Regions from separate parts of the Mus musculus genome. Here regions 2, 3, 4 and 5 are each linked to region 1. A link is a contact called in public Hi-C and HiChIP or PLAC-seq data. All regions are on one chromosome and are shown on one strand. The core of a region is the stretch at or near the end of the contact, and the rest is flanking DNA. Distances in the headings are between cores, read along the strand shown. Region 1 has its middle 33 kb from the start of Gm43837. Region 2 overlaps Klf3 (Kruppel-like factor 3 (basic)). Region 3 has its middle 33 kb from the start of Klf3. Region 4 has its middle 52 kb from the start of Klf3. Region 5 has its middle 21 kb from the start of Gm26761.

Region 1 (6,155 bases), core at 2,191-4,690:
GAACAACACTCTACTCAATGATAACTTGGTCAAGGAAGATTAAAGGCTTTTTAGAATTTAATGAAAATGAAGACACATCATACCAAAACTTATGGGACACAATGAAAGCAGTGGTAGAAGGAAAAATCATAGCTCTAAGTGCCTCCAAAAAGAAACTGAGGAGAGCTTACACTGGCAGCTTGACAGCACACCTGAAAGCTCTAGAACAAAAAGAAGCAAATACACCCAAGAGGAGTAGGTGGCAGGAAATAATCAAACCAAATAGAAACAAAAAGAACTATACAAAGAATCAACAAAACCAGCAACTGTTCTTTGAGAAAATCAACAAGATAGATAAACCCTTAACCAGACTAACCAGAGGGCACAGAGACACTATCCAAACTAATAAAATCAGAAATGAAAAGGAAGACATAATAACAAAATATATCTTAAAATAACTATTCTGTTTGTTGAATATCAACAGTTGAAAATATTAAAATCATGTTCTACAAACATCATGGAAATATTATTGATAATTTTTCTTACTGTGCTTGAAATTAGCATTTTCTTAATGTTTAACTTCAAAGAGTTTTTTGTTATTTTGAAAATTTTCAAATATACTTACTGATAAAATAATTTCTCTCCTGATAATCTTTTTTTTTTTTTTTTTTTTTTTTTTTGGTTTTTGGTTTTTCGAGACAGGGTTTCTCTTTATAGCTCTGGCTGTCCTGGAGCTCACTTTGTAGACCAGGCTGGCCTCGAACTCAGAAATCCGCCTGCCTCTGCCTCCCGAGTGCTGGCTGATAATCTTTTTTAAGTAAACTGATTGTTAGACAATGTACACAGATATATAATGCGTTTTACATACTCTGTTGCTACATCAGGTGGTATCATATAAGGGCTTTTGAATATATTCCTTAATGATTCATTTTTAATATTTTATGCTCCTTTATTATGCTTAACTCCGAAAGAATATTTTATATTTTTGAAACAATTTAGTATTCAACACTAGATACAGGATCCTCAGTTATGGATAGTATTAAATATTCATTAATGATATTTTTAGGGTATGAAAGAATATGAATATAAAAGTTGAACAAATTTTTATGTATTATTTGATTCTCAAAATACTCAATATTATTATGTTTGATGTATATAATGCATTTAAATAATTAAAAAATTAAGAAAAAAATAAATGAATCTTTAAAAAGAAACTTGGCATGATTGACCACGTGTTTTGAAACATTTACACGGTCAGGAATTACAGTCCAGTTGTGAAATCTTCACTGTTGTGGGATGTTTGTTACATATCTAACTATACTATTGTTTCTATCAGTTTGGCTCTGTGGGGATTTTCTGTTGGTTAAAAGAAAAGGCTAGCATCGTCTCCTGACCGCAATCCTCAGTGTTGAATGTAGGGCTTCATGTAAGCTAGCCACGCAAACCCCCTGCCCCGGGGCTATATCCCAGACCTCTGTTTTTTATTTTGAGTTAAGGTCTTCCAAAGGAGTACCCTGAACTTAATGATTCTCTTGCATCAGCCATCATAGTGGGTGAAGTTACAGGCCTGTACTACCAAACCCAGCAGCATTTAAAAAATTATGTTTTAGGGGCTGGAGAGATTGTTCAGCAGTTATGAGTCATCTGCTTTTCAGGGGACCCAAGTTCTGTTCCATGTTGTGTAGCTCACAACCAACTGATAATTCCACAACCAGGAGATCTATCGCCCTCTTTTGGCTACCGTAAATAACTGCATTCATGTACATACACAAATCCTTAAAATTTCTTTTAAAATTATGTTTCAAATGCCCCATTAAAAAAAAAAAAACACAAAACACAAAAAACCCCCGAAAACCCCCACATAGAATGACTACTCAACCTGTAATCATGAAAAGTTGGTTTGATGTTCCAACCCCAAATCTTGGTGGCTTATTTTTCTCTTCTTTTTAACACTCGCCTCACCTCGGCCTTTGATTTTGTAAATCAATGCAGCTTCTCTTCCAGGAGAAAGAATTCTTCCTGAAAGAAGAGGGCAATCAGGGTGGAGACTCCAGAATTCCTCTTGGATCAGTTGGGGATCTCTGAGGCTTTAATCTCATGCACAGCATAAAATGTAAAACACAGTCAAAATATTAGTTGTATCCTAGCCATTGAAATCACTAACAATGGGAGGGACCTAGCACTGCAAAGAATCGAACAGCTAAAATGTTAATGTTTCAGGGCCAATACATTTATAATATTGTATAGTGGGTTTTTTTTTGTTTGTTTTTGTTTTAGTTTTTTCTAACATTTTGGATATAAGAATGTCTTTCAACACCTCGTGCTTTATAATCAGCATTAGCTATTTCCAGTGCTTATTTCCCTTCCCAACCTCATACTCAGAGTGTTTGTAGGTAAAGATGGGCTATCGAGTTTACTTGCTGTGGGTGTTGGAAGTCCTGAGTGTCACAGGCAGGCTGTAGGGTCAGTGGCAGTAACTGGGACTAGGGTTGTCTGGTCATTGTGTGGAACACCGGTGTGGACAGCTTAGCATTGTGAGAGGGAAGGAATCTGATGGGGGTCTGGCCTGTGGCCATATATTCTCTGAGTTGCTGATTTAGGAGGCCTAAGTGGAGGAGGCTCAGCGTGCTGCGTACACCTTCTTCATCCCTGGGTGCTACACCCCTGCCTCCTGGTTGCTTTCTGGACACAATGGCTCCTTCTAAGCCATTCTTAACTTGGAGTTCACTATATGGAAGCCATATGGCATGCCTAAAGCCATGCCTTGTGTTCATATGACATTTATATCTTCTTTCCTGAACATTCTTACAAATCATTGTTTTATGTGAGTGAGTGCTTTGCCTACATGTGCGTTCCCACAGAGGCCAGACAAGAGTGTTGGGTCCCCCAAAACTGGAGTTAGAGATGGTGTGGGTTACCATGTAGATGCTGAGACTCAAACCTAGATCCTTGGGAAGAAAGCTGGTGCTCTTAACTGCTGCACCATCTCGCCAGCCCCGTTCCCCCAAATTTTTAAATAGCGTCTGTAGAACCCCTCAGCATGGTCATGACTTAATTTGGATGTAACATTTTCGGCTGCTGTCACGTGACAGTCTCTCCCTCGGGCCCATGGACGAGCGGCGTCCACGAGTATAGGATAATATTATGACAAGGAAGTTAAAAGCACAGGAAATGAAAACAATATAGTAGCCTGTTCTGAAGATCCCGAGCAGGACTGACTTCAGAGCCGTTAGGGTCTATTTGTAAAAGCATAGGCTGTCCAAGCACAAAACAATCAGTGCAGAAACCCATAACTGCCACGCCCAGAAAGCAGCATGCCCGGAAGGGTAGGAGGAAGCCTTTGGACTCTTTCCTGAAGTGGGCCTGTGCTGGAGGGACGAAGGCTGTAGATGGTGCAGAGGTTGTGTTTGGCTGGCTGAATTCCAGCACAGCTGAGGGCTAGTTAGACTCTGTAAAGGTTTCTTTCTCCTTCGCTTCCTCTTACTGGGTGCTGGCTTAGCACATGTTGTGAGGGTATTTATTTTTGACTCGATGGTAACTGTTTCAGGAAGTCTGAGGATGTGAACAAGATTGACAGCTGTAGAAAGTTCCAGGAAACATACCAACCAGGCACGTTCTTGGGGTTATAGGATGTGCCATACCAAAGAGGCTGTAGGGGGTCTCATCAAAAACAAGCAAATGAACAAAACAAGACTGAAGTGGTTTACAAAGCAATAACAGAATCCAGAGTGTCTAAATAATGGTCCCTATAGGAGGAGCATCTTGGAATTTTAGAAGCATTGGCTACACACAGCAAATATTCCCTCCACAATGGAGTAAACAGAGTTAAGCAGAGGCCGGATGTTTTTGGAGGAGTTTATAGTCAGTATATTGGTTTGCTGGTTAGTTTTGTCACCAGCTTGACACAACCTAGTTGAAGAGTTGCAAAATCAGCCTGGCCGGTGGACTTTATTTCAGTTGCTAATTGCTTGCTATAGATGGGGCCAAATTATCTTCCCGAGGTAAGAGGTCCTGGACTGCAGAAGAAAACTAGCTAAGCATGAGCCTGTGAGCAAACCAGAGAACAAGCTAGAAAGCAGCGTCACTCCATGGACTCTGCTTCAAGCTCCTGCGCTGAGCTCCTCGCCCCGACCTCCCTGGATGGGGCTGGGATCTCTGAGATGAAATTAGCTCTTTTTTTTCTCACCTAGAGGTGTGTCTCCTTGCTGCCCTAAGTCCTGTCAAGATGATAATGAAGATTAACCATCACTTTTGCCCCGTCTCTGTAGAACATCAGCTACCTAGCTCTAAAATCTATTCTATAGACTGAGATTTCCTTGGCTGTTGAGGAAACCGCGACCCACCGAGGAGCTGGGATTTGCAGCAGAGAGGCTACAGCAGTACATACCAGAGGTAAGATGTTAACCAGTTCTCTCCTTCCTAGCCTCCTTCCTCCACACCCAGAAGAGGGGTGAATGTCAGCTGATTCTAGCCTGGTGTGCTCTGCAGACACATCCTAGGGATGGAAATGTGGAGGACTCTGGGAAGCCCAGGCCCACAGGAACTGCAAAGGTGAGACTGGAGTGATAAGCCATGCTTGTTGCTCCTGATTGCAGAGAGTAACTCGTAGAGAGAAAGGCTTGTTTGGGTATACAGTTGGGGAGATTTCAGTCATGACTGGTTGACAATGAGGTCAATCATGGTGGTGTCTGATGGGAGCAAAGACATCCACCCCACAGAAGGGATGCAAACAAGAGACAAAGGTCCTATGTTTCTATTCAAGGCCTACAATAACTGGTTTCTATCTCTCCATCCTCTTTCAACATCACCATGTTGGGGGACAAAGCCTTTAACACAGCAGTTCTCAACCTGTGGGGTGTGACCCCTGAGGGACTAAGACCATCAGAAAACACAGATGTTTACACTATGATCCGTAACAGTAGCAAAATCACACTTATGTAGCAACATTGCAGCACAAGATTAAGAACCTCTGCCTTAACACATGGGTTTTGGGGGAAGATAGTTAAAATCCTGATTCTAGCAAATGATCAGAGTTGTTTTGCTTCTAACTTTTTAACAATGATTCACTGAAGTTAAACCTTCCTCAAACAAAAAAGGCAAGAAAGAGGAAGGAAATTCAAGCTGGGACAGAACTTGAGTGATCAGAAGTCTTAAAAATTTCCCTGAATTGGGAACCTAGTCATCACAGAAAGTTTTCCCTTGTCCTGAGTCTGGGGACTGTCAGGATTGAGAAACTGTGGGCTTACATTTAAATCTTAGACATTGCAAGTATTTTAGTGTGGAGGGTAAAAGCTGCAGCTTGGTAGGAGAAGGGGAAAGTTCTATTTTAGAAGGGGACTTTGGAGATGGACCAATGGGGTGAGGTAGTGACCTTGAAACTCAACAAGCAAAGTTTGTGCGTGTGCTATCTCATGGGCTATTGGAAAAGGCCCATGATGGGCACAGTCAAAAGATCTCTTCCCTTGTTTCTCCTCTAGTGGGTTGCTGGAAGTGTTTTAGGCCCACAAGGCCAGATCTGTGACTGGAAAAGGAATTTTATTTTGCACAATGGTGATTTTTTTTCTTCACTATTTCTAGAAACTGCTGGTGAAAATTGATAGCAAAAGCACTGTGTGAGGGTCCAGGATGAGAGTCTGGTCGTTCCAACAGTCATTGGAAGGAACCTTTATGGAAGCCTCAAATGCCTGCAAGGCAGTATGTGGAGGGCTGGAAGCAGTGTGATGAACAAGCGCTACATGGTCTCTTAAATGAGGCTGCTATGTGCCCATTGTGTCTGGGCAGTAATATATGTGATTTCAACAGTATCTAGTAACTTTTTGTGTGCCTACAATGTTACTCGTCTTAGGGTTTCTGTGGCTACAACAAAACACCATGACCAAAAAGCAAGTTGGGCAGAAAGGATTTATTTGGCTTACATTTCTGCATCACTGTTCATCATGGAAGGAATTCAGAACAGGAATTAAAATAGGGCAGGAACCTCGAGGCAGGAGCTGGTGCAGAGGCTATAGAGGAGTACTGCTTTCTACCTTGCTTCTCATGGTTTGCTAGGCTTACTTCCTTGCAGAATGCAGGACCTCTAGCCCAGGGAATGGAAGCACCCACGATGGGCTGAGCCCTCTCCCATCCATAACTAATCAAGAAAATGTTCTACTGTCAAATCTTAAGGCTGTATTTTC
Region 2 (6,155 bases), core at 2,370-4,869, 410 kb after region 1:
TTTGTGGGGTTAAGTATCAGATATCCTGTATATCAGATATCTACATTATAATTACATACATTACATAAGAGTGAAAAATTAACGTTAGGAAGTAGCAACAAAATGATTTTATGGTTGGGGGTCGCCACAGCATGAAGAACTGTATTAAAGAGTTGCGTGCGTGCGGCGGGAGGAAGGTTGCTGGGCACTCCTTCAGCCCTCTTTCTCAGCTGTTACCTGATCATCTTCTGGGAATAGAAAAATTAAAAGATCTGGATTTTTTTAAATGCCGTGTGGCCACCAATGATACATTTGACTGATGTACACCCAGTGTTCTTAGTCAGGCACGAAAGTACGGCTCGTGAATCCAGTTGCAGTAAACCGGGGCAGGAGACTGAGGCAGAGACCTTAGAGGGGCTCTGCTCACTGGCTTGCTCAAGAGCTAAGCCCAGAACCACTGGCCCTCGGGCGATTCCTCTCATAGCAATCTTTAGTCAAGAAAATGCCCCCAGACACTAGCCTACAGGCTGGTCTAAGAGACTCGACTGTTGCTCAGTAGAATCCCTCTTCCCAGTGCCCTAGTCATGTGTCAAGTTGACCAATAAAACCAAACAAAAACAGCACACACATAAAGTTGAAATATGTAAGAGTATTTTTGTAATAAATTCTCCTTTGTGTGCTGGTGGTCACATGACACAGCATTTCACTCTAGTTCCAGAAGTTAGCTTTAGTCCTCACTGTGAAGGAAGTAAAAAGACCTCCTCTGTTTGTGCTGTCAGCTCTTCAAATGTCGTTTCCCTCACCCTGATAGAAAGGACTGGAGGAGTCAGAACGCACGTGCTAACAGCAGCATAGGACATTTGTAAGTTTGTTTTTTGTTTCATTGGAGAGAGAGCCTTGCTGTGTATCCCATACTGCCCTTAACTCACGGCAGTCCTCCTGCTTCAGCCTTCTGTGTGCCAGGATTGCGTGCATGCGTGTATATGCGGCAACACATGCGGCGCCTGAGGAGGCCAGGCAAGGGCATTGGATCCCCTCGGACTGGAGCCCCAGACAGTGGCTAGCTGCCGCGTGGGGGCTGGGAACCAAACCTGGGTCCTCTGCAAGACCAACCAGTGCTCTTAACACTCAGTCATCTCTCCAGCCTCAAGAATGGTTGTTTTGTTTTGATTTTTTTTTAATCCCAACACACACACACACACTCACACACACACACACACACACACACAGCAAGGCCGTTGTGTGTGTCCACGTGCCTGTTGTCGGTCCTTTATCTTTAAAATAAAATTAAAAAATCCTACCCAAAGCAATCGCATTATTTGGTATTTTTTGTCATGGTTTAAAAAAACCATTTACTTTTACTGAAATATAAACAGTGTTAAAGTCTGTGCACATGATTGAAAGATCTTAGGACAAAGATTGAAAACTAGGGAGGGTTCCTTCTGATACGGGCAATCAGAAAGAAAACAAATTGAAGGAAAAAAACAAAAAATACTTTTTAATCTTTCTCTAAATTCCCTTTTTTCTCTTCTTTTTCTTCTGGTGAACCTTGTCAGCCAGCAGACTCCTTGTCCTTTGAGAAGTACTTAAAATCAGTCATTTCCCTGCTCTGTCCCAACAGAACCCTTGGTGGTTTTCCTGGGCCAGGTGGACAGAAAGCCTTCTGTTTGCCTCAGAGCATTTGCGGAGCCCAGAGCGAGTGTTTATGAACGTGCCACGCCTTCCGCCTTCCTGTGCACACAGCCCCACCTGTGGTCTGAGAGCGCTTAAGTGGCCTGTCACAGATGCACCTTGTTTTCCTGTTCATCAGCAGAGACTTCCTGTTCCTGTCAGTTGTCCCACCCACTTACTGTCTTGTGAAGAGAACTCATCAAAACTGTACCTAATAAAATATGAAACTGTTAAGTCTCAACTTTATAAATACTGAGACCTTTGGAGGAGTGTCCGAGCTCCCCTCCCCCGCCCAATCCCCATGTCTTCAGGAATCAAAAGTATTGGCATTATCCCAGTGGAATTTTCATCACAGGTCACAACTGATGTGCGTCACATTTTACACCGTGCCTGCCAGACGGGTGCCAGACCTCTGTAGGCTTCGTGCTCCACCCAAATACTTAAACCTGGTTTAGAGAAGATTCTCAGACTTGCGGGTGAGCCAAGGAAGGGCTATATTTCGTTGCCCTTTTGTGAGGCAGTTGAACTGGAAAGAGTTAATTATGGACCTGGGGCTGGGTGCCTGTCCCAGAGTACGCCCTACACCTAGCCTGGGTCTTTGATGGAGACTTGAAGGCAGTCTAGAGGAGAGGGGCATCCATTTGCACTAAGTGTATATAGAAGATGCACAGTGTAGGTTAAACAGTGTAGGAGAACCCTGAGGATATTACCAAATTGGCACGTGTCTGAATTCCCACGTCTCTGAGGTCCGTGCCACGGAGAGAAAAACCCAGCGGCGGCAGCAGTGGCAGGGTGTCCTCACTCTGCTTGCTGTTCAGCTGCCAGGATCTGTGGGCCTTAAAATCTAGGTCAGTGGGAAGTCTTGGAGGAACAGGGCTGAGATGAGGAAGGTGCCGCATCGCGTGCTGCTGCCCTCTGTCCCATCTGTTTCATGGAGTCTTGCCTCCCACCAGAGCTGTGCCCTTTGGAGAAATAAAACACAGAAAGCTTCTCCCTGGAGTTAATTATCGAGATCCTCTTTGTACAGTGTCTGTGAGCCTTGCTCTCTTAATAACCCCTATTTTAATTAAATTTAAATCGGCTTAATGCTGATGTTGCTGTATAAACTGGATCTTCTGCCTTGTTATATATATACTTGGGTGGATGTGGCTAGTTCAAAAGAAAGGTAGAGCTGCGTGGTGCTGGTACAGATCACCACTTGGAGGCAGAGGCAGGAGGATTGCTACAAGTTCAAATACAGCCTGTGCTATAGAGTTAGATCCTGTCTCTAATTAATTAAGAAGAGAGAAGAGATGAGGTCTTGGGATGGTCATTATTCACCCTTCCACCCCTGCTGAGAGCTGATGCCAGAATCCTTGTGTCTTGTACTTTCTGGTTTTAGTGCTTTGCATATTTCTGCACCGTATTGGGAGTCTTTTTTTTTTTTTTTTTTTTTTTTTTAGCATTCAGCTCATCTTTTTACTCTTTATCTCTGTCACTTAAGACTTGGCTAGAAAGGTGACAGTCTTTGCCATCTTAGGCTGCTGCTCCCCTAGACACTCAGTCAGTATACCCAACAGTGTGCCTAGCCATCCTTGGCTGCACTGTGATCTGAGAGTTTGGAGTCTTACAGCCTTGGAGTGCGTCTCCTGCATAAAGGGCTGGAAGGCTCTCCTGGGACAACCCAGTGTGTCATGAGTGAAGTTGAGAGGATTACATAGGTTATCTTGTATTACCACCATAGCACCCCGGAAAAGGGCTCCTCAGTGCCCCACAACAAGGATCTCCCCATCGCTGCAAGTCTCATGGTCCGGTCTCCTATTCCTGGGTGCTTTGCTGGTACAAGGTCCAGAGAGTCACTTCTACAAGGAAAAACAGTTGTAGTTCATAGCTGTCCAGAGACTGAGCCCGTCTGACCCAGAGAAGAAAGAGTGTGAGCCCAAGAGTAATCCCAGTCAAAGCCAGAGAAGCTCAGGAGGAGGAGTGTGCTGGGTGTGGTGGGCCACACCTTAATCCCAGTGCTGAGAAGGGAGGGGAGTTCCTGGTCAGCCAGAGCTACACAGTGAGACTCTGTCTCAAAAACCAACCCAGCTCAGGTTTTATAGTTTGGCCTGCTTGGTGGCCTTCAGTGCTGGCTCCTCCTGAAGGCCTCAAGTCCTTCATGATGCAGGCAGCTTTAGGAGCCTGCCAGCCATCAGCCTTCTCACTGAATATAAAAATCATGAATTTAATCTTCAGGTTTTTTTGGGGGCCCAGCAAACCTTACTTTCTAGCAATTGCTAAACCCATCTCTCCCATAGCTTTTTGGGGATCACACACCTCCGGATCTAAAGTATGTCTCCTTAAACGTCTCTATTTCTTTTTATTGTTTCTCATAGTCCTTCCCGTCGAATTACATAGAATCGATGAAGCCCAACAAATATGGGGTCATTTACTCCACACCGTTGCCTGATAAGTTCTTCCAGACCCCAGAAGGCCTCACTCACGGGATACAGGTGGAGCCGGTGGACCTCACGGTGAACAAGCGGGGCTCCCCGCCTGCTGCGGGCGGTTCTCCTTCCTCTCTGAAGTTCCCGTCCCACCGGAGAGCGTCACCTGGCCTCAGCATGCCCTCCTCCAGTCCGCCCATTAAGAAGTACTCGCCCCCTTCTCCTGGCGTGCAGCCCTTTGGAGTACCCCTGTCTATGCCGCCTGTGATGGCAGCCGCGCTGTCCAGACACGGAATCCGGAGCCCAGGCATCCTCCCCGTCATTCAGCCCGTCGTGGTCCAGCCCGTTCCTTTTATGTATACCAGCCACCTGCAGCAGCCTCTCATGGTTTCCTTGTCGGAAGAGATGGACAATTCAAACAGCGGCATGCCAGGTAAATTCTGCCATGCCCCTACACCCGGCACCTGCTTAGTAGTCTGGTGAGGACACCGGGCAGAGCTATTATATCCTCAAAAGGATATCCTGGGGCAAATTGTTCTGTTTTTGTTTTGAAGTGATGAAATTGGGAGAGCATCCAACAATTAGTTACTTTCACAGTGTATTTTATACTTTGATTTACTGAGTACCAATACAGTCCTGGGCACAAAAGAGATTTAAGTACTTTCTGATCACGCTGCTAATGGCTCTTAAAAGCTACCTGTTTGTCAACCTTAGGGAGGGGACTATGGGGTTAGCCAGGTTTTGTGGTGGAGAGTCATCTTGAGCTGCAGGGTCCTCTGCCTGCTTCAAAAGAAGCGAGGATCTCTCACAGATTAAGTCCTGCTGGTAACCTTGCCAGAGATGAAGAAATACACATATAAAAATCTAGTCCCCAAAAGCCGTGAGGTGAGCTTTCGCAAGCTGAAACTGATACATTGTGTGTAGAATGATTTTTCTATTTTTTTTATTTTTTAGTACCTGTAATTGAATCATATGAGAAGCCCTTATTACAGAAAAAAATTAAAATAGAGCCTGGAATTGAACCACAGAGGACTGACTATTACCCTGAAGAAATGTCACCCCCTTTAATGAACCCAGTGTCCCCCCCGCAAGCCTTGTTGCAAGAGTAAGTATACTTAGGCAGACCTGGTGTTTTAGTAGTGCCATGCACCTGGGGTCCCGGAATAAAACATGGAATTGCAAACATGTGATGTGCTGTGGATGGCCGCAGACAGCCTCTTTGGTGTGGTATCACTTGTCCTCAGTTAACCGTGGCCAAGACAGTCTCCAAGAACAACATGGACCAGACCTGCAACCGTTGTGTCAACCTCACTAAATGGGTCCCCCAAGGTGACCACATGAATCTTCTGGTTTTTTATTTATTTTTTCTTTTCTTTTGCCATCCACGTGGGATTGATAGTGTTTTCATGAAGATTGGATTTGATGTTCATATCTGCTTGAACAACCAAAAGTTGTCCCATGTCAAACAGCAGCCGCCCCAACGCCCCTCACCCACCGCTGTCACTGTAGTGCAGTAGAGCGTGTTTATGGTGTTTATGGTTTGACATCTTCAGGCCAGCGGCAGCGTTGGCCACAGAAGCTTCTCCTGCAGCTCAGAGGAGCTCAGTGCAGAAAGAAATCTTGGCATTGCGTCTTTAATCATGGCTGCCCTTGGAGCCTCTCCTCACTTGCAGGGCTGTAAGCCAGGAGGAAGGATGCTCTGCCTTGGCCAGCATCTGAGCCTCTGCTTGGACAGGGTGGTACCTCACATGGTTAAGTCACAGTTCATGGTTTGACCCCTGAAGAGAGCAGCGTCTGGGAAGACGGCTTTGACCCGGGCGCTGTGCTTCAGCACGCGAGGACTAAGCTTATTCTCACTGCCCACGTCTTCTGCCTTTTTGTTGTAATTGCTCTTGTACCAACTCTATAGTGCTTCTGCACTGGGTCCAGCCAACTAATTGGGACAGCCTCAGCATCCACAGCCATTGCCTCTGCAGGGTCCCTCCCACCATCCATCATGTGGATCTTCTCTCCAGCTTCAGCAAATGTTCTGCCTACTTTTCCTGTCCTACCTTCTCTTCCCCTGTCACATTGCTCAACAGTAGAGTGTGAGTTCCT
Region 3 (6,155 bases), core at 1,037-3,536, 360 kb after region 1:
ATTTCTTTCTGTTGTCCCAGTGTAGTTATATCTTCAGTAATAATTTTCCCAACTTGTACAATAAATAAAGGGATCATCTATATTACCATATACTTTAAACTAATATGTATACTTATATTATAATATGTGCTACTTCTTTTGTGAGGTATATTACAGGAGGGCATCTGTTTTGTTTTTGTTTTTGTTTTGAGACATTGTCTCATATAGTCCAGGCTGGCCTTGAACTTACTACGTAGCTGAGCATGACCCTGAATTTCTGATCATCTGCCTCCCCCTTCATGTGCTGAAATTACAGGTATGTGCCACCACACTTGGTGCGTGTGGTGCTTGGGATCAAGCCCAAGACTTTATGAGCCCTAGGCAAGCATTTGACTAACTGACCTACTGCCCAATCAAGCAATTTCTTGAGACAGGGTCTCTCTGTGTGTAGCCCTGGCTGTCCTAGAACTTGCTCTGTAGACCAGACTGGCCTCAAACTCACAGAGATCTGCCTGCCTCTGCCTCCTGAGTACTAAGTTAAAGGTATGAGTCACAGTTTCCTGGCTAAGTGTAGTTCTTATAGTGGATGATAGTCCAAACGTTTTTGAAACACTACTCTCCAGGAAATCAGACTTCTGAAGCTCTGGAAACATGGAAGGAACTGAGGAGGTAGAGAGAGAAAAGCATTACAGAGCCTCCCATCTTGCAAACTGAGGACACAGAGCTCTCAGCTTGTAAAGACTCTCATGAGTCCTTGTGTAAACAAGTCTTGGTAGTGGCACCGAGATCTAAGTCTACACTGGGAGGAAAGGGACATTTTATTCTACCCAAAGAAAATGAAATCACTGTTCTCTACATGGAAGCCACAATACTTGTAGCAACCAAAAATTTAACTAAAAGCTTCAAGTGCCATAGAGGACACGTCCCACTCTGGTAAAACAGATTTTACAACTAAATAAATATAATTTTCTTTGGAAGTGTTTTCTACTTGATATTCTGACTGAGGTGGCAGTTCTAAATCATGAACAGAAAACTAGAGGGCTGATACTCCAAGCCCTGCAAGGCTATGGGTACAGAGGAACTTTAATTCAGTAACATGGCTGCTCTAACAAGAGGTCACATCCAAAGATATAAATGCAGGCACATCACACACCTTTAATCCCTCTGTCTGGAATACAGACATACACCTTTAATTCCATATACAATGACATCTAATTGAGGGGCAGACAAAGTGACCAATCAGAGAAACATTCGAAAGAATAACTGAGAGATAGGATAAGCCCAACTCTCATGAGAACAGGCAAGAAAGGGGGGCTACTTAAAGAGCAGTGAAGGAGACAGAATCCAATTCAATCCTGTTCAGTTCTATTCCATTTAGTTCAGTTCAGTTTGGTGCAGTTCAGGGCACTTCTGTCCATGGAGTTCAGAGGCAGTTTTTCCCAAGCAGAGCAATTCAGTCAGAAGCTGAGAGAAGCCGATTTGAAGCAGTTATCTTCAAGAGGAGTTGGAGCCGACAGCTGAGTTGAACCAGCCAGCCAATGTTCAGAAAGAGCTAAGAGAGATGAGTTTATTCAGGAGTAAATTTCATTGGTTGAAACAGTCTAGGCCTAGGTTAGTAGACAGAGGCTGAAAGCTGAAGTCGTCAAGTCCTGGGCTCCCAGAAGATTAGATGTTACAAAGACAAGAAGATTCAAGGACTAGAGAGAGTAAAGGCAGAAAAGAAAATGTTCTAGGCTCAGTCAGCCATGTGTTTGCAGAGCTTGGATATGGCTTTCATCTAATCACTTAATCTGAGGAAATAAAAATTGCATTGACATTTACAACATGACATGAAGATGAGCAGGCCCAACAAGCACTTGTATTGTTAGAGGACCACTTCAGACATTGGGCAGACAAATGTTCAGATTATAGTAGCTATAGAATTGCAGAGAGGCCCATCCGTGTCTCTGTGTACAGTATCCAGCTATTATGTGCTCACAAAAATATCCTTTACCTCACAGAGTTCTTCTAAAAGGTTTCTCAAGGGGCTGGAGACATGGCTTGGTGGTTAAGTGCACTGGCTGCTCTTCCAGAGGACCCAGGTTCAATTCCCAGCTGACAGCTCACAGCTGTGTGTAACTCAAGTTCCAGGAGATCTGGCACCCTCATACAGACATACATACAGGCAAAACACCAACAACGCACATAAAATAAATAAATAAACCTTTTTTAAAAAAACTAAGACTCAGCAAGATTCATGGCTTGGTGCAACTTCCCCATAATGTGTAAGAGAGCCTTTATAGCTGCAGCAGTTAGAGAAATTCAGATTGCTTCTGGCTTGTTGTCTGTTTCATGCTTTTGGTTCGAGGTCTGAATCTAAACTTCCTCCTGCCATGCCTGCTACCTGCTGCCACATCTCCCTGCCATGACAGAGTCTTATCCCTGTCAAGTTTTAATCCCAAATAAACTCTTTTATAAGTTGTCTTGGTCATGGTGCTTTCTCACAGCCACAGAAAAGAGGCCATTGCACAAATTCGTCTAAACTGTTGGACTTGTTGACATAAAATGATCTACAGTTTTTTTCATTATGTTCATATCTATTGTGCCTATAACACATTTTTTTTTCCTACTAGTATTACTAACGTCTGCCCTCTCCCTTTTGAGTCTAGCTGGAGGGTTATAATTTAACTGAACACTTTTAAACCAACATTAGTTTTCATAGTTTCTATCATTTCTTTTTCTTTTCTTTTATTGATATGTGCTTTTTATATTTATGATCTTGTATCTTCTTATTTGGATTTAACTTGTTCATTTCTTGCTTTTTGTCGAGGTGAAATCTTAGATTACTGATTTTTAGACCTTTGTAATATAAGCCTTTACTGTCTCGCATTTGCCTTGGCTAAATCCCACAAGTTTTTGTACATGTGTTTTTATTTTCTCCTAGTTCAAAATATTTTCTGTTTCTTTGTGATTTGTTTCCTTTATCTGTGTGTTGTTTGGAAGTGTCCTGCTTTGTTCCCAAATATTTAGAGATTTTTCCAAATAGCTGCTATTGATTTCTAATTTATTTAATTATAGTCAAAGGACATACTCTATGACTGCAATACTTTTAACTTTGTTGGACTTGTTTCATGGTTAAGTTATGGTCTCCTTTGGTTAATATCCTAAGTGAACTTGAAAAAAAATGTGTATTTAGATGTCTTTGGGGCAAGTCCAATTAGATCCAGTTAATTGATGACAATGTTCACAACTTCAAACTCCTGTTGATTCTATCTTCTTGCTTTGTTGATTATTAAGTGAAAAGTGTTGAAATCTGAAACTGTAACTATAGATTGTTAAACCGTCCTCTCACGAAGAGCTGTGTTTGTAGCTTAGTGGTAGATAACACTTCCAAAGTTCTAGATTCAATCCCCAACCCTGAAGGAAAAAAAAAATCCTTCAGAACTGTGAGGTTTTGCTACAAATGTTTCAAAGCTACCTTGTGCTTAGAGTGGTCAAAAAGTATGCATATCATATCTTTTAGGTGGTATTTACACTTCAACCATTATGAAAAATCTCTTTTCATTACCAGTAACATTTCTATTTTCTATTATCTATTCTGATACTAATACAACCAGTCCAGCTTTCTTGTAATATATATCTGTATAACATGTCTTTTGCCTTTCTTTCAGATGCAGCTGGCTTGTACATTTAAGGTGATTTTCTTGTTTATGTTATATCTTAACTGTTCTTTGACAGTGTGACAACCTCTGACTCTTAAGTGTAGTGTCTAGACCATTTATATTTAATATAATTATCACTGTGGTTAAATTTAAATGAATTATTTGCTAATGTTTTTTATTTGATTTACTTGTAATTATTACCCTTCCCCCCTTTTCTGCTTATTTTAAATTAACTGGTCCCTGTTAATATTCAGTTTATCTCCACAGTATTTACACATGGTATATACACAGTATTTACACATGGTATATACACAGGTATGCACAATCAACCCACGAATCACAGCGGTTCAAGTTACATTTTTAATTCACAACATTGATAAAGCAGTATACATTAAGTAGAAACTACATTTTAAATTTTGATCTTCTTCTCCATGATGTGGTATAATACTCTCTCATGGTGCTTGCCAGCTGCAAGGCAGCTTTACACAGCCATACAATCATAAAGAGAAGTAACTCATACTCCACAGGGTACTGTGTTCCTAATGATTTTCACCTTGATGATATTTTGGGATGTAACTCCTCCGAGTGAGGAGCATCTGCATTTATAAACAACCCTCTTTTATAATACCCACTTTAACTCATTGTAGTCAAATAACATTATACTATTTCATGTATGATGCCAAACTTACACCTGTAGGATTTGTTTTTCTCCATCCTGTCTTTCAACTTATTACCAATCATTTTTACCTCTCTACATATTTGATAAGTCTCAAATGCACATTGTTAATTTTACTTTACATAATGAAATTTTCAAAAGTGTAAAACTGACAAAACAAAACAAAAATCTTTCCTTTCCGCCCACATGTTTACCTTTTTTTGGTACACTAAGTTTCATAGTTCCATCTAGTTATCATTTTGATCTTGATTAAGTCAAGATCAAAGACTGACATTTCCTTGAACTTTTTAAATGTTTTAAATAGGTTCTCCTGTAGTCACTACTCAGCTAGTGATGAGCTGCAGCTCTAACCCTCTTGCCTCTACTTCCAAAGTACTGCAGCCATAGCCACATTCAGTGCAGGTCTCTCCTCCTCAGTGAATCCTCTGCCGACACCCAAAGGTGTGGTTTACTATACTAAGAATCTCTCCGTCCAATCAAGCTATCAACCAATATTAAACATCAGAGGAACTCAGGTCAAACTAGTACTTCTGTAATGTCAATGGCTGCCTTCTTTCTCAAGAGCACGCAGAGACCGTATGGCCCCACAAGTATCATGTATCTGTTCCCTATAAATTGAAAAACTATTCCACCCTTTGGTCTACAGTATACTTTACTCCTAAGATAGTTCTGTCCTACTAACACATGAGTCAAGACTCTCCAGTGAGTGCTCCAACGGCTCTTCTACAGCTAATCAGATCTACATAGTCCAATTTCTCATGTATGCTGAGATTTTTTTTACAGTTTACCAGTCTTATTTCCCTAACTGTGCTGTGTCATTTTACAAACTTGGGACTAGTGCTCAGGAAAGGCTCAAAGACTCCTATGCATAGTGCATATTTATTGAGCTTCCCTCCCCACTTTGCATAGCTTTTTCCTCCTCAAAAATTTACCCAACTATCTCTAGCCACCATACCTTTCCTATACTCTTGTCTTCATCATATCTACTCTGCGAGGCTACCAGTATCAGAAGGTTGCTCCTTCCTGAGTTTAAAATTCAGAAACTGCTTTCAGAAAGAAAGCTTGGAGCTAACGTTGGGTGTTTCTCTCCTCTTAGGGGTTCTGTGTAGACTGTCTAATGTCTGAACGTGATGATTTCATACTTTCTCCTGTTTTCTAATAATTTATAATATACAGTTAAGGTCTGGTTTCTGTTGCTCCATCATGACCATTTCTCCACTTATCTTTTGATAGGCAGAATTTTCATAGATGAACTCAAGAGCCTATAGACTTTCCAAAGGAGACTTGGTCATTAGATTAACTGGGGCTACAGAGGCAAAAGCAGAGCCCTTCCTTAGGGGGTTAACTAAATATCTGATGATATGAATTTCTCATGTTCAGGAAGATGTGACACAGGTACAAAGGAGACTTTATAGAAAAGGATGAAAGGAAGTTTTGTGGTTTTTTTTGTAGAATATATATATATATATATATATATATATATATACATATACATATATACATATATATACATACACACACACACATATATATATGTATATAGTAGCTATCTTCAGACACACCAGAACAGGGCATCGGGTCCCATTGCAGATGGTTGTGAGTCACCATGTGGTGGCTGGGAATTGAACTCAGGACCTCAGGAAGAACAGTGTTCTTAACCTCTGAGCCATCTCTCCAGCCCTGAAAGGAAATTTATTGCAGACTCTGCATTTCTAATCTCTCTCGATCTTCCTCTCTCTCCCCCTCCCCCCCTCTCCCCCTCTCCCACTCCCTCTCCCTCTCCCTCTCCCTCGCTCTCTCTCACTTATGTGTGTGTTGTGTTTGTTTGTGAGTTCCAGGACAGCCAGGGCTACACAGAG
Region 4 (6,155 bases), core at 1,185-3,684, 340 kb after region 1:
GGTATATTCCCCCAGTCACTTTGGCCTTTCCTTTTCAGAAGTCTGACCATGGATTCTCGTTGTTAATTTTCCATGCATGTCAAACACCAAAAGGTAAGTTTTTAAAACTACAGGCCAGCATCTTACAGGTACCATACTATATCTTGATGAGTGGACGTTGGGTTTTCTAACTCCCTCATGAAAATAGCAGCCAAGATTGTGCACTTTACCCGTCTAGATATGTATGTATGTATAAGTCACCTGTTGCCTTCTCTGTGTGTGCATTTATGTATGTGCAAGTGTGTGTACATGCATGTGTAGGCCATGCTCTAGGCTGTCTTTCTCAATTGCTGTTCCCCTTAATGTTTTGAGACAGCATCTCTCACTGAACCTGAAGCTCCCAGACTAAGCCAGGCTTTCTGACCAGTGAGCCCCCAGAGAACCATCTGTCTCTTCTTCCTTAACACTGGGATTACAGACATCGCCATTTCTTTTTTTTTTTTCTTTTGTGGATTCTGGGATACAAACTCAGATCCTTAAACATCCTTAAACATGTGACAGGCATTCTACCATGCCCAGCTCAGTCACCCTTGTTAAAGAGAGGTTCTGTAGAGTCAAAGTCAGATTCATCGGAAGTCCTCTTCCTTTCCCAGATAGATTCATGGTGACAAGTATCTCCTTCAGATGTTCCAGATTCTACACTAGTGATAAATAAAGATTATACTTGTTAAAGATGGGGGGTGGGAGATTGAAGAAAGAGAGAGAGAGAGAGAGAGAGAGATAGAGAGAGAGAGAGAAGTGTTTTGAGGGGGAGGGGTGGAGAAGCAGGAAGAAAAGGAAGAAGAGAAAGAAAGAGAAGGAGGAAGACTGACCTGAGCCAAAACCCGCCCTAGGGTGTGGCACTGCAGCCCCGTGCTAGCCTAGAGGCAAAGCCAGGCATAAAGGAGTTATTCTCTCACAAACAAAAGCTGGGAAAGAAGCCCTTTTTCCTTTTCCTTAAAAAAAAAAAAAAGTCTTAATGAAAATAATTTTAAAGTCGCACCCTGAAACTTTGACTTGATACTCTTACATTGCTGCCGTTAAAGTCGGTTTCTCTCTTTCCCTGGAAACTGTCCTATGACGCGTACGTTTCTTGAGGGGGAAAACCAAAACAGTCCCCCTTTCTAAGGACAAAGAACGTGCCGAGTCTTCACAGTTACTCATCAAGCATGCTTAGGCCTCAGCTACCCTGGGCTCAGTCCTAGACAGCTGCTCTGAAACCATGAAAACCATTGCATTGCTAGTTACCGGAGGAGCGGGTGTGTGTGTGTGTGTGTGTGTGTGTGTGTGTGTGTGTGTGTGTAAGTGCTGTGATCGCTCTATCAGTGCTGGGGATGTCTGTGTTAAGGTTAAACCTTTATATTTTAATCTTATGAAGTCCCTTCCATTCCTCCCTAGCTGGGGACACCTTCGGTGGCATTGTTCTTGCCATTTTGTTTTGTTTTTTATTCATTGTTGTTTTGTTGTTCACTTTGAGATAAGATCTTACTCTGTAACCCAAGATGCCTGGAGCACATGGTAACTCAGGCTGACCTCAAACTCAGAACCATCCTCCTGCCTCAGTCTTCCCAGTGCTGTGATTATATACATGTTACCACTTCCAGCTGCATCCCTTTTATCCCTTTGTTCTGGCTGGCCTTGCTCCTATGGAAATGCACTCATATATATCTAATTCTGCAAGGATCTGCAAGGATTTCTCAAATACCCAGAGAGACCCAGAGAAGCCAGATTGAGAAGCCCTAAACTGAGATGGCACTGCCAAGAATCCACATGTAATAGAATCAGAGAGACGGCAGGTGCGATGAACCTGTATAGCAACTGCAGACCAAAGCCAGTCTCAGTATCTGGGTAATAGAGAAAGACCTGCCCATCCTGAGTCAGTCCTTATCAGACACGCCCAAATCTATTATGGGAAACAAGAGTATGTCATCAATACACTGTTATTACATACAGCATATGATGGTGTCCTTGAGGTAATGCCAAGTCACAAGACTTACTGATAATAAGAAGTTCTCATCAAAAACCCATATACCAGCATCAAGTACCAGAAACAGGTAAATGAAGGGCCCTGCCCATCAGAGCCCTTGATCTTGACATCACACACTGCTTATTGCTTCCAGTGTACCAGGCATTCTTAGCCCTTCATCAACTTCAAAGATCTCTCTCTCTCTCTCTCTCTCTCTCTCTCTCTCTCTCTCTCTCTCACACACACACACACACACACACACACACACACACACACACACACACACACACAAACACGAAGGGAGCAAGTGTCATTTTCCTGGGATCTATCTAATCTTTTGCAAGCCTCCTGGCCACAGTCCAAAAATTTCTGTCCTCACAATAACTTGTACATTTGCACAGTGACTGATCTGTGGTAGTCATACACACGGCACTTTAAACATCCCATGGACATGGTTTTGAAACTTCTTACTCGTGGTTTTGAGGTAGGATCAAATCATGTTCATGGCCAGCCTGGAACTCACAACAATCTCCCTTGCCTCTGACTCCCTCCCCAGTATTGGGAATTCAGATATCCACCAGCATACCTGTGCTTTAGCCTCCTTTAGCTCACAGGCTATGCAAGCAGGAGGCATTTCAGAGGCAATCAGAGGCTGATTTATAAATAAGGAAATGAGACTTGGATGATACAGGGTACTGGCACAGCTGTACCCTTCCCCGGGGGAAGGAAGCAATCCTTCAGGAAGTTATTCCACGCTGCCCTGGCTCAAAGTGCACCAAAGTCACCACACAGGCTTTGGTGACAACAGCTCGAGAGACAGTGACATTAGTCCAGGACAGAACGGCCAGAGACAAGGAGTGCCAAACCCTGGTGTCATTGTCATAGAAGCAGAGGCACCCAAATGAGCTTCCCCTCACTCCAAAGGGGGAAGCCTGGTCCACAAAACTAACAAGACATCATATTTAAAGTCACCCCAAAGGAGGCCAGGAAACCAAACCTGTGCCCTGACGCTACCTACCTCTAAGAACGCCAGGGGCAACTCATCCTAAAGCCTGCCTAAAGTAGGGAGAGAAAGGAGAGACCCTGCCCCCAAGCAGTCACCTTTTTGTCTTATCAAGCTGGAAGGATGAGTGACTGCCCTGTTTCCAATGCATTTAAACTGTCCTCAGCCTGAGGACCGCTCTCGGGGTTTTCATTGTCCCTGAAAAGCAAACATAGAAGAGAGAGGGAGATCATCTGAGAGAAACAAACCAGGGAAAGAGATCGGGTGAGGGTGTGACCTGTGGCTCCTGACTAATGCCACTCATGACTCCTCACTGAATGACAGTAGATGACAAACTGAGAAAGAAAGCTGGCATGCCTGAGCACCCGGGCCTGATGCTCAGGCTCAGCAAAGCAAAAGCAAAACAAAGCCAACCCACCGCATGGTCCAGCACCTGTAGCCCCAGCTACTCAGGAGGCTGAGACAGAAGGATTGCATATTAGAGTCTGAGACCATACCAGGGAGTGGTGGCAAACACTTTTAATCCCAGCATTTGGGAGGCAGAGGCAGGCAGGTCTCTGTGAGTTTGAGGCCAGCCTGGTCTACAGAGTGAGTTCCAGGACAGCCAGGGCTACCCAGAGAAACCTCAAATACACAAACAAAGAAACAAACAAACAACAAAAGTCTGAGGCTAGGTAGACAACATTGCAAGACCATGTCTGCTGAAACAACAACCAAACCACACTAATACCGAAACAAACAAGGTTCTATCCCCTCTCCTAGGGGACATAACACTGGAATAGGAGAACATAGCACATAGTTGTTTAACTGTAGTTTTGTTTGTTTATTTGTTTTTCTCTAAAGAAAGTAGTTTAGAGGTTAGAAAAATGGCTTACATGACACCTTGAGTTCTGTCCCCAGGACCCACATCAGGTGACTCACAACCCCCTGACCCACACTTCTAACATTTTTGGGTACCTATACATACAAGCCATATACTCACATAGACTCACATTAATTAATTAATTAGTTAATTAATTAAGATTAAATACATTTGAAAATATTTAAAAAGAGTGGAGCTTATGATGGACCTATGATGGTAGTGTTAACTTCTGTCAATTTATCATTTATGTAGGAAACACCAAAACCATAAAGTCATATATTGAGTATGTCACATATAATACACATGGTACAGAGATGGATCAATGACCTGAGCTTGTCTAATTAGCCTCAGTTGAATTATAATATCTCTAATCTTCCCTACTCCATTACAAGGTGATACACTGATATTCAATATAAGCCCATACACACATATATGCTTATGTAATATAAGCATACGTGTGCATTTATATATGTGTATCACATTGAAACCACCTGATACCTCCAAGTCTCCCCTTCAGCTGAACAAGTTAGTTCACTGGGCATTCAGGGAACAGATCCTGAGCCCTCTTGGGCCACACACATTGTTTGCTCAACCTGTAAACATGTAATTATTTAACTTGCCTTCTAAAATAGCACCACGCCCTGGATATGATGCAAACTCCAGCATTACAAGATAAGTTCTGTCTCAAGTTTCTGCTCGTTAACAGTGCCTGAAGTATTTGCTCATAGGCTCGGGGGCCGAGGCAGAAGTAAACAGTCAGGCCAGCACTACAGGGATGCCCGGGTTACAAAACCCACTTTCTTCTATTGTGAAATCAATGAATGAAGTTCAGAGGGACTCCTGGACAGATGGCTTCATCCCACACCACACTGGTCAAAAGACACCTCTGGCCACCTTCCTGACCCCAATACCCAGGTCATTCTCCCTGCCCCTGGTATCCGTGGCAAGCCTGGGCAACCTCCCAGCAGGGCCTCTTCTATTGCATGTCTTTTGTCTGCATCCGGTCCAATGGATGACATCAACCTGCTTTCCTCCAATAGGCATTGCTCTCCAAGGGCCTTCACATGGGGGGTTGACCTGCCTGGACTTTCTGATCTTTAAAACTACAAAAATCACCCCCCCCCTTTTTTGGTGTGGCTCCTTCTCTAATTAAACAAAACACAATGTCCTGGACATGAGCCTCTGTACTTTGGTACCATCTGATTTTGGGTATCTTGCCTCCTCCCCCACTACCTCAAATATACTCAGTACCAGGTGATACAATGGAGTGGTCAAGAGCAAAACCCAGAGTACTAGAGGGAGAGAGTTGGACACTTGGCATTTGCTTTCTTCCCTTGCATTTGACAGATGGATGGGTGGACGGGTGGCTGGATTGATGGAAGAATGCTTTGCTAAGGTGTTTAGACCAGTGCCCGGAGGACAGTAAGTCCTATTGTATGTGACATTAGATGTTGGTTCCCATCTGCTTCAAGGTTTGGGAGACCATAAGGAGATGGGGGCTCTCTCTGTGGTAATCAGAGAAGGTGTGCTTTAGCGGCTACAGATATACTATACTGGCCAGTTGTCCCCTTAAGGAATGTGGCCCAATGTGACCAGTTCTTCCTGTTTTCAAGTGGCAAAATCCTAATCTCTAGATTAAAAAAGAGAGAGAGAAAGATCTTATTTGTATTATGTGTGTGTGCATATGCAAAGGTCCTCAGAGGTTGGATCCCCTGGGGCTAGAGTTACAGGTATTCATGAGTTGCCTTGCCTGTTGTGGGTGTAAGGATCCAGACTCCAGTCCTCTACAAGAGTAGCAATCACTTTTAACCCCATCTCTCCAGCCTCCTGATCGCTAGACTTTAAATAGTTGGTTTCCACTTTAAAATATTAGTATTAAGAGCTGAGGAACTTGTCCTGTAAAGTGCTTGCTGTATAAGCATATTTTCACACACACACACACACACACACACGCCCATATCCACATCAAAAACTAGCACCATGATGTGCATCTGCAAGTCCCTTGCTGGGGAGTCAGAGATGGTTCCCTGCTGCTCTCTGAACAACCAACCTAGCCTAAGTGTAAGTCTCTGAGAAATTATACCCAAGACTGACCTCTGGCCTCCATATACAAACACACAGAGAATATTAGTGCCCCAGCCAAGGAAGGTACATCTAAAGGCAAACAGAGCCCTTTAGTTTCCACAGTGTGGCCTCTGGCATGGCTGGATCTATGATGTCAGTATTACTACTTTTCTGTTTATTGTTTGTGCTTATTCCTCAGTGAACAACCTGTGCTGGATAGTTTTATGTCAACCTGACACGAG
Region 5 (6,155 bases), core at 1,075-3,574, 270 kb after region 1:
ACGTTAAAACGAGGGAAGAACGACATAGGAAGTCTTATTATCTCTTCCATTTTCCTGTTACTCTAAAACTGTCTTTTAAAAAGCGAGGTTTGGGGTGTGGTTGTGCATGCCTGTGGTCCTAAAAGCCACAGACCCCAAACTCAAGCTTGTAGGACTAAGAGGGCCCGTGTCACCAAATAAGATCTTTCCCCTTAACTTTCAATGGTAAAACTCAAGAAATGACAGAAGAAAGTTGCTAGTCTCAATCAGGAATAAAGAGAATCTAGAATCAGCAGAGATCTGAAGATTTTGAGCGACGGGCTCAGAAGTCAGATGAGGTCATGATTTAGAATTTACGTGGCTTCAGTGTGATCCTGGTTCTACAGGGGGTTTTCATCCACATATAATAATGACCATGCATAGATCGATTCTATATATGCACGATTCTATATATGCAAGAGTCTATATGCACAGAAACCAAGCATAATCATTCTGTGACTGGAGGCACCAGAAATTCAGTGTCTGCAGGACAGCAGAGGACCACCAGTGACCAATGACCAGTGACCACCTTCACTTCCAAGGACCACCCTCATCCTCAAAAACATTTTATATCCTCCCAGATTAGGATGTTCTCCCTGAAATATAACCGTATTTACGTTTCAGTCCTTAAAAACCAGAGGCTCAAATCATTTGGTGCTTTGACATTTGGGGTTTAATGACTGGAGAGCAAATACAAACCTTTTGCATTGCTGAGAAAATAAAAGTCATCTAGAAGCCCACCTCTCTCTACTCTTCCAACAAGTCAGTACTGCCTCAGAACAGAGCTTAGTTCTCCTGGGTGATTTCACACTGGACAAAATGGTGGCTCCATTTTATGGGCATTTTATTGCTTGCTTCCTCCGGATTCTTCATGATAACATTCATGATAACTCTGAAGTGAAAACTAGGAGCACACTCCACCTGAGCTTGAGGCTTGAGTCCACCAGCTAGAATAAGGGTGTGTGTGTGTGTGGCCTATGTGATGTTGTGTGGTGTATGTGCATGCATGCATTTGGATGTGTGCACATGTGCATGCATGTGTGTACATGTGTGTGTGAAGGCCAGAGGTCAAGCTGAGCATCTTCCTCTATCATACTCCTCCCTGTATTTTGAGACAGGGTCTCTCGCTGAACTGGAGTGCACTGATTTGTCACGATTAGCCTGGCGGTCCAGTGAGCTTCCAGAATTTCCCGTGTCAGCCATTCCCACAGTGCTGGAGTTCGGGCTGTGCTCCAGTGGGCCCCGCTTTTACGTGGGTGTTGAGGATGCAGACTTAGACTCTGATGCTTGTGCAGCAAGTATTTTACTGACTGAGCCTCCCCCCAGCCCCTCCTTTTGTTTCCTTTTTCTGCATCAGGGTTATTTCTGACAGCTTCCTTTTTATTCACACCAGAGTTCAGCTTCTACTCTTGGAGGGGAAAATCCATAGAGCCCACCAGGATCGCACTGAGGGCACATGAAATTCTAAATCGTGACCTCATCTGACTTCTGAGCCCTGCGCTCACCATCTCCAGATCTCTGCTGGTTCTAGATTCTCCTTATCCCAAACGGAAGATAGCCATGTTCTCTGTCTTCCGAACGACCGGCAACAGCAAGGCACCCTCACCTCACTCTTGTCATTTCTTCCCCGTCAGCAAGTCCTGCGCCTCACCATTGGAAGTCAAGGGGAAAGATCTGATTTGGCTACAGCTGGCTTGCTGGCCCTACTTCCTGGTGTGCACAGCAGATTTGATTTCTGATAAGCGTGTGAAACATCACTTTGGGGTTTGGGCATGGGGTAGGTGCTGCCTTTTGTTTTTGTGAAGGTGGAAAGTTGGCTCTGTGTTTTCAGGTGAGGAATGATCAAGTTCATAGTTTGGTTCCACGGGAACATGAACCCAGAAAAAAATTAAATAAACTCTACAGTGGTTATTTAGAGGAGACAAACCTTCTTTTAGTCCAGGAAAACCTAAGTTTGAGCTCTGGGAAGAAACAAAGTCTTCCCTGGGAAGCGAGAGCTCCCCGACTCTGCTGTGGTCCCTCCCCCGCTCCTCTTCCTTCCTCTTTTTCTTTCTCCAGTCTCCATCTGCACCACCTAAGAAAAAAATGGGGAAGAATGGAGCTAAACCAGCACCCTGCTCTGCCTCTTGTGAACTTGGGGGAAATTCCTCATTTTTAAAAAGGTTCTAAGTAATGAATGCCCTACCTAGACCCAGTTCCATCAGAGCGAAGGGTCCAGGTTTCAGAGATTTCCAAAGTCCAAGTGAGGAGATACGGGGCACTGGAAATAGCTAGGCTAGCTTTCAGTCATGTGTGCCCCATGCCTTACCCCGATGTTGAGTCAGCGGTCCTCAGACCACAGAAAGGTCAGGCCTATCTGCCAAAGTGAAAGTGCTAAATTATATTGAAACTGTCAGAGAAAAATAAAATAAAATAAAATAAACCAACCCCGCCCCCCCATCTCTAAGCATTGTCTCTGAATGTCATGTTTTTTATCTAGAATTACTGTAAACTCATTTTAGAATGGTGTAGGCCTGCGGTATTCTGAGCAACTTACTCTTCCACTTAATTCAACCTAACCACACTTACTCCCAGGCCTTGCCCTAGCCTTGCCCCATCCCCCAGGTCTCCTGAGGGCCCCTTCCATTTGCAAGCCCTGACTTGAGCACCTCCAAGCAGGTTCCCTTGTAAGGAGCTTGGGATAGAAGCAGGATGGGAGAAGTCTGGTCATCCAGTCATAAATCTCATCAGAGGAGACAGGCACAACTTGGTTTCCTAGGTCCCCTTGGGGACCTTCTGCCCTCACTGTGTATTGGGGATGGACAATGAGGTCTGTGTTCAAATTCGGCCTCGACCATGGCCTCTGATTAGCCCTGGAGACTCTAATAAATTATGATCGTATCTATAAAGTATGAGAACCAATCCTCCCTCGCAAGACTGTAGGCAAGAATGGAGCTCACGCTGTGCATGGTGGCATACGCCTCTAATCCCAGCACTTGGGAGGCAGAGGCAGGTAGATTTCTGAGTTCAAGGCCAGCCTGGTCTACAGAGTGAGTTCCAGGACAGCCAGGGCTACACAGAGAAACCCTGTCTTGAAAAAAAAAAAAAGAGAGAGAGAGAGAGAAAGAAAAAAAAAGAAGAATGGAGCTCACACGTGTCAATTCATCTGAGGAAGGGCAGAAAGTCACAAATGGCACCTTTCTCATGCTTCCATCTCCGCAACTCCCAACACACCCTGTCCAACAATCCAGGCCCACATCCAGTCTGCCTCTCTCCCTCTAGCACAGCATCTTTACCAGCCCTGGGCTTGTCTCCTCTCCATGATGAGTAGATTCTCCTCCTCAGGTCAGAGCTCACTAGCAACCCCCGACTGTGATGCACTGCCCCACTGTCTAGTGTATTGGATGACTCCCAATTACTGGATTATACTGTGAATGCCAGCTGGGGCCCGCATTGGTGTAGACTTGGCCCGATCATGTCCTATCCTCTGAACATGTGCTGAGGACCACTGGCCTCCATCTTCAAGCCAGGCCTCTGTAATGAGAGCATCGCTGCTTACTCTCCAGCCCCAGTGAGCCTCAGATCTTATCTCATCTCCTTCCCAGTCCATTCCCTACCACACTCTGCAGCTTCCCACTCTTATTCCTGGAACATTTGTATTCAAGACCCTCCAGGATGGCTAGTTTTCAAAGAACCAAAACTCCAAAACCATACTTACAGCTTAACTGCATTAAGTCAAGCTGCTCTTTGCCACCTCAAAGGCTTCTCAAGCCTTCACAGGGCCTCAGCATCTGCTTCCTCCCTACTGAACCTTCTGGAAGGAAGACTGTATATCAGATAGTTAGGGGACTGACCTTAGTGATGCTGATCCCAGGAGACACCCTGAACATCCTGCCATCTGTGTCACTCTCTTCACTTTAGTTTCCTTCTCTGAGAAGAATAGAATTAGCCGGTCATGGTGGCGTGCACCTTTGATTCCAGCACTCAGGAGGCAGAGACAGGCAGATCTTTGTGAGCAAAAGAGCTGGTTCCAGGACAGCCAGGACTCTGTTACACAGAGGGAAACCCTGTCTTGAAAATGACACAGAATTTATACTTAGCCCCATGAAAGTTCTGAGGGCTAACAAGCACATACATGTTCAAGGATTGTCTTAGTTTAAAGCTTTCCAATACCAGCTTGGCATTTTCATGAATGCTTAGTGCTCCATCCTCAAGGCAGAGGGGCTGCTGCTTCACTCTTCTGATGTCTGTAGTCTGGATTACCTCATAGCCTTCTCACTTTTAAAACTTTGAAAACAGGTCTCACTATGGAGCCTTGTTGTCCTTGAACTCCCAGAGAGCCTCCTGCCTCGGCTTTCTGAGTGCTAGGATTAAAGGCATGTACCACCCCACACCCAGCAGTCCTCATAAACATTTTAAATTTTATTTTATTATTATTACTTTCATTGTTGTTATTTTGAGACAGGGTTTCATTATGTATCTCTGACTGCCCTGGAATTCACTATCTGTGTAGCCTTGGCTAGCCTTGAACTCACTGAGATCCACCTGCCTCTGCCCCAACCACTAAGAGCTGGAATTAAAGGCATGAGACACCATGCCCTGCTCCTGCATAGACTTTTAACTCTCAAGCCAGGCACTGTATCTGGTTCCTCCATGGAGCTGGGTAAGCCCCAGCCTGGTGCTTAGCCAAAGCAGACCTTGAGTTTATATTTCCATCATGCATGCTACTTGATAGCCACAATTGACCATCTATAAACTTGAATGTCTCTGAGGGACAAATGAGGGCAACATGGCAGGAGCTACATTAAGTAGGAAAGCCTGTTCCTTCTTCTCCTTCCTATAGCAAGACCTTAAGACAGGGTGAAGACAGGCCAACAAATGCAGGGCAGTCAGTGAAACCCAAGGAGCGTCCTAATTCCGAAAAGACTGTTTGGAAAGAGAGCTTCGTTCTCTTAAGCATCCACCGCTTCTACAGGCGCTTATTAATATACCATGTCCCAGATGTTCTTGATACTGAAGAGGCAAAGCCAGGCCCGTGGAGAACTCTAAAATCCCAGAAAAACAAACAAGGAAGTAGATGATACTCGCCCAGCCACCAGGACACAGGAAGTCGGCCACTGTGAGAATGCACAGGGTGGATAGCGCTGACCGTGCAGGACGCAGGGTGCGGGGGTGACGGAGCTCCGGGAAGGCAGAGTTCAGCTTCCTTAAAGATGGCCAGGCCTTAAGTAGAGAAATGAAGAGAGAGTGGTGGGCAAGGAGAAGGAGCTATTACAAGGACAAAGACAGTCACACACAGAGATAAAAGAACGGTGAGCTTAGGGGCTCTGGGCGTGGCTTCCACATTCTTCCCCCACCTCCACCCCACCCCCATCCCCACTCGTCCCTCAGTGGAGTGGCTTTCTTGGCAGAATTGAGTTCCTGGAAAGACAGGTGGGAGGTGGTGTGAAACCTTTCCCACGCCTGCTTTAGAACCGGGGAAGCCAGTCTGGAATCGGGGAAGTTGCAGAGAAGAGATCAGGCCAGCCAGACCTTGTTCTGGCCCTTCCTGATGCACAGTAGTGAGAACGAAAATGAGCCTGTCACATGTTCTAGAGGCTCTGGGACCCACTGCATTAGAATCCACAGTTGACCCTTCCTCCCTAAAATAAACTGCCTTCTCCATGTGACCAAAGATGGTAAAGACAGGGAGCTGAAGAGAGGACCCATTCAATAGTTAAGAGAACTTGAGACTCTTTCAGAGGATCTGGGTTCGATTCCCAGCACCCACACATGGCAGCTCACAAATGTCTGCAACTCCAGTTCCAGGAGGTGTGGCAACCTCTTCTGGTCTCAGCAGGTACCAAGCATGCATGTGTCATAAAGACAAACATGCAGGCAAAGGACCCATACACATAAAAATAAGTACATAAATAAATAAATACTAAATAAATAAACAAATAGATGCTAAAGACAGCCATTGCCCTACTAGACATGATGGTGATAACTCAAAGATCCTTTTAAAAAAAAGACTCCCTTGTATAGACTGAGTGCATCTGTCCTCCATGACCCCCCAAATACACAGACTGAAATCCTGATCCCAGAGGTTACAGTATTAGGAGTGATTGAATCATGATAGTACAGCCTTCTAAATGAAGCCCAAAGGAGGCACTGCCATC

Evidence for each region. A called contact is a pair of places that touch in the nucleus more often than the background predicts. HiChIP or PLAC-seq counts read pairs in DNA pulled down with a chosen protein or histone mark.
Region 2: a contact with region 1 is called in an H3K4me3 HiChIP or PLAC-seq map of embryonic stem cells, with 21 read pairs. The contact joins two enhancer-like sites. A contact is called at or near these places in 1 of 39 promoter capture datasets (cancer-associated fibroblasts), 2 of 15 datasets of contacts at CTCF or cohesin (the NIH/3T3 cell line and embryonic stem cells), 16 of 484 Hi-C or Micro-C datasets (the HPC-7 cell line, bone marrow-derived macrophages, embryonic fibroblasts and 5 more), 23 of 115 datasets of contacts at active chromatin or transcription factors (the 230-238 cell line, the HL-1 cell line, T-cell acute lymphoblastic leukemia and 16 more) and 2 of 9 other capture datasets (adipose tissue and liver).
Region 3: a Hi-C map of bone marrow-derived macrophages shows a contact between it and region 1, with 21 read pairs. The contact joins two enhancer-like sites. A contact is called at or near these places in 1 of 15 datasets of contacts at CTCF or cohesin (the NIH/3T3 cell line), 1 of 484 Hi-C or Micro-C datasets (bone marrow-derived macrophages) and 3 of 115 datasets of contacts at active chromatin or transcription factors (bone marrow-derived macrophages and embryonic stem cells).
Region 4: a contact with region 1 is called in an H3K4me3 HiChIP or PLAC-seq map of bone marrow-derived macrophages, with 7 times the contacts expected there. The contact joins two enhancer-like sites. A contact is called at or near these places in 1 of 15 datasets of contacts at CTCF or cohesin (the NIH/3T3 cell line), 1 of 484 Hi-C or Micro-C datasets (bone marrow-derived macrophages) and 3 of 115 datasets of contacts at active chromatin or transcription factors (bone marrow-derived macrophages, double positive thymocytes and embryonic basal ganglia).
Region 5: a contact with region 1 is called in an H3K4me3 HiChIP or PLAC-seq map of bone marrow-derived macrophages, with 6 times the contacts expected there. The contact joins two enhancer-like sites. A contact is called at or near these places in 2 of 484 Hi-C or Micro-C datasets (B cells and bone marrow-derived macrophages) and 7 of 115 datasets of contacts at active chromatin or transcription factors (CD8 T cells, bone marrow-derived macrophages, embryonic stem cells and 4 more).

The regions. Positions count from the first base shown.
Region 1 is chr5:64,407,446-64,413,600 of GRCm38.p6, forward strand. No RefSeq gene overlaps it. Among named protein-coding and RNA genes, the nearest start is that of Gm43837, 33 kb to the left of the region's middle. Within about 2 kb of position 3,441, at least 66 of the 459 cell types and tissues checked have an H3K27ac peak or open chromatin away from gene starts, as enhancers often do. A contact at or near this core is called in bone marrow-derived macrophages, embryonic stem cells and microglia, where this site is marked.
Region 2 is chr5:64,817,867-64,824,021 of GRCm38.p6, forward strand. Klf3 (Kruppel-like factor 3 (basic)) reads left to right here. Exons shown (of 6, transcript NM_008453.6): 3 at 4,008-4,491; 4 at 5,013-5,163. Gm31684 (a long non-coding RNA gene) reads left to right here. Exons shown (of 2, transcript XR_376977.2): 1 at 1-841; 2 at 1,601-1,884. Among named protein-coding and RNA genes, the nearest start is that of Gm31684, 4.1 kb to the left of the region's middle. Within about 2 kb of position 3,620, at least 24 of the 459 cell types and tissues checked have an H3K27ac peak or open chromatin away from gene starts, as enhancers often do. A contact at or near this core is called in embryonic stem cells, where this site is marked.
Region 3 is chr5:64,767,280-64,773,434 of GRCm38.p6, forward strand. No RefSeq gene overlaps it. Among named protein-coding and RNA genes, the nearest start is that of Klf3, 33 kb to the right of the region's middle. Within about 2 kb of position 2,287, at least 2 of the 459 cell types and tissues checked have an H3K27ac peak or open chromatin away from gene starts, as enhancers often do. A contact at or near this core is called in bone marrow-derived macrophages, where this site is marked.
Region 4 is chr5:64,748,732-64,754,886 of GRCm38.p6, forward strand. No RefSeq gene overlaps it. Among named protein-coding and RNA genes, the nearest start is that of Klf3, 52 kb to the right of the region's middle. Within about 2 kb of position 2,435, at least 35 of the 459 cell types and tissues checked have an H3K27ac peak or open chromatin away from gene starts, as enhancers often do. A contact at or near this core is called in bone marrow-derived macrophages, where this site is marked.
Region 5 is chr5:64,675,062-64,681,216 of GRCm38.p6, forward strand. No RefSeq gene overlaps it. Among named protein-coding and RNA genes, the nearest start is that of Gm26761, 21 kb to the right of the region's middle. Within about 2 kb of position 2,325, at least 67 of the 459 cell types and tissues checked have an H3K27ac peak or open chromatin away from gene starts, as enhancers often do. A contact at or near this core is called in bone marrow-derived macrophages and microglia, where this site is marked.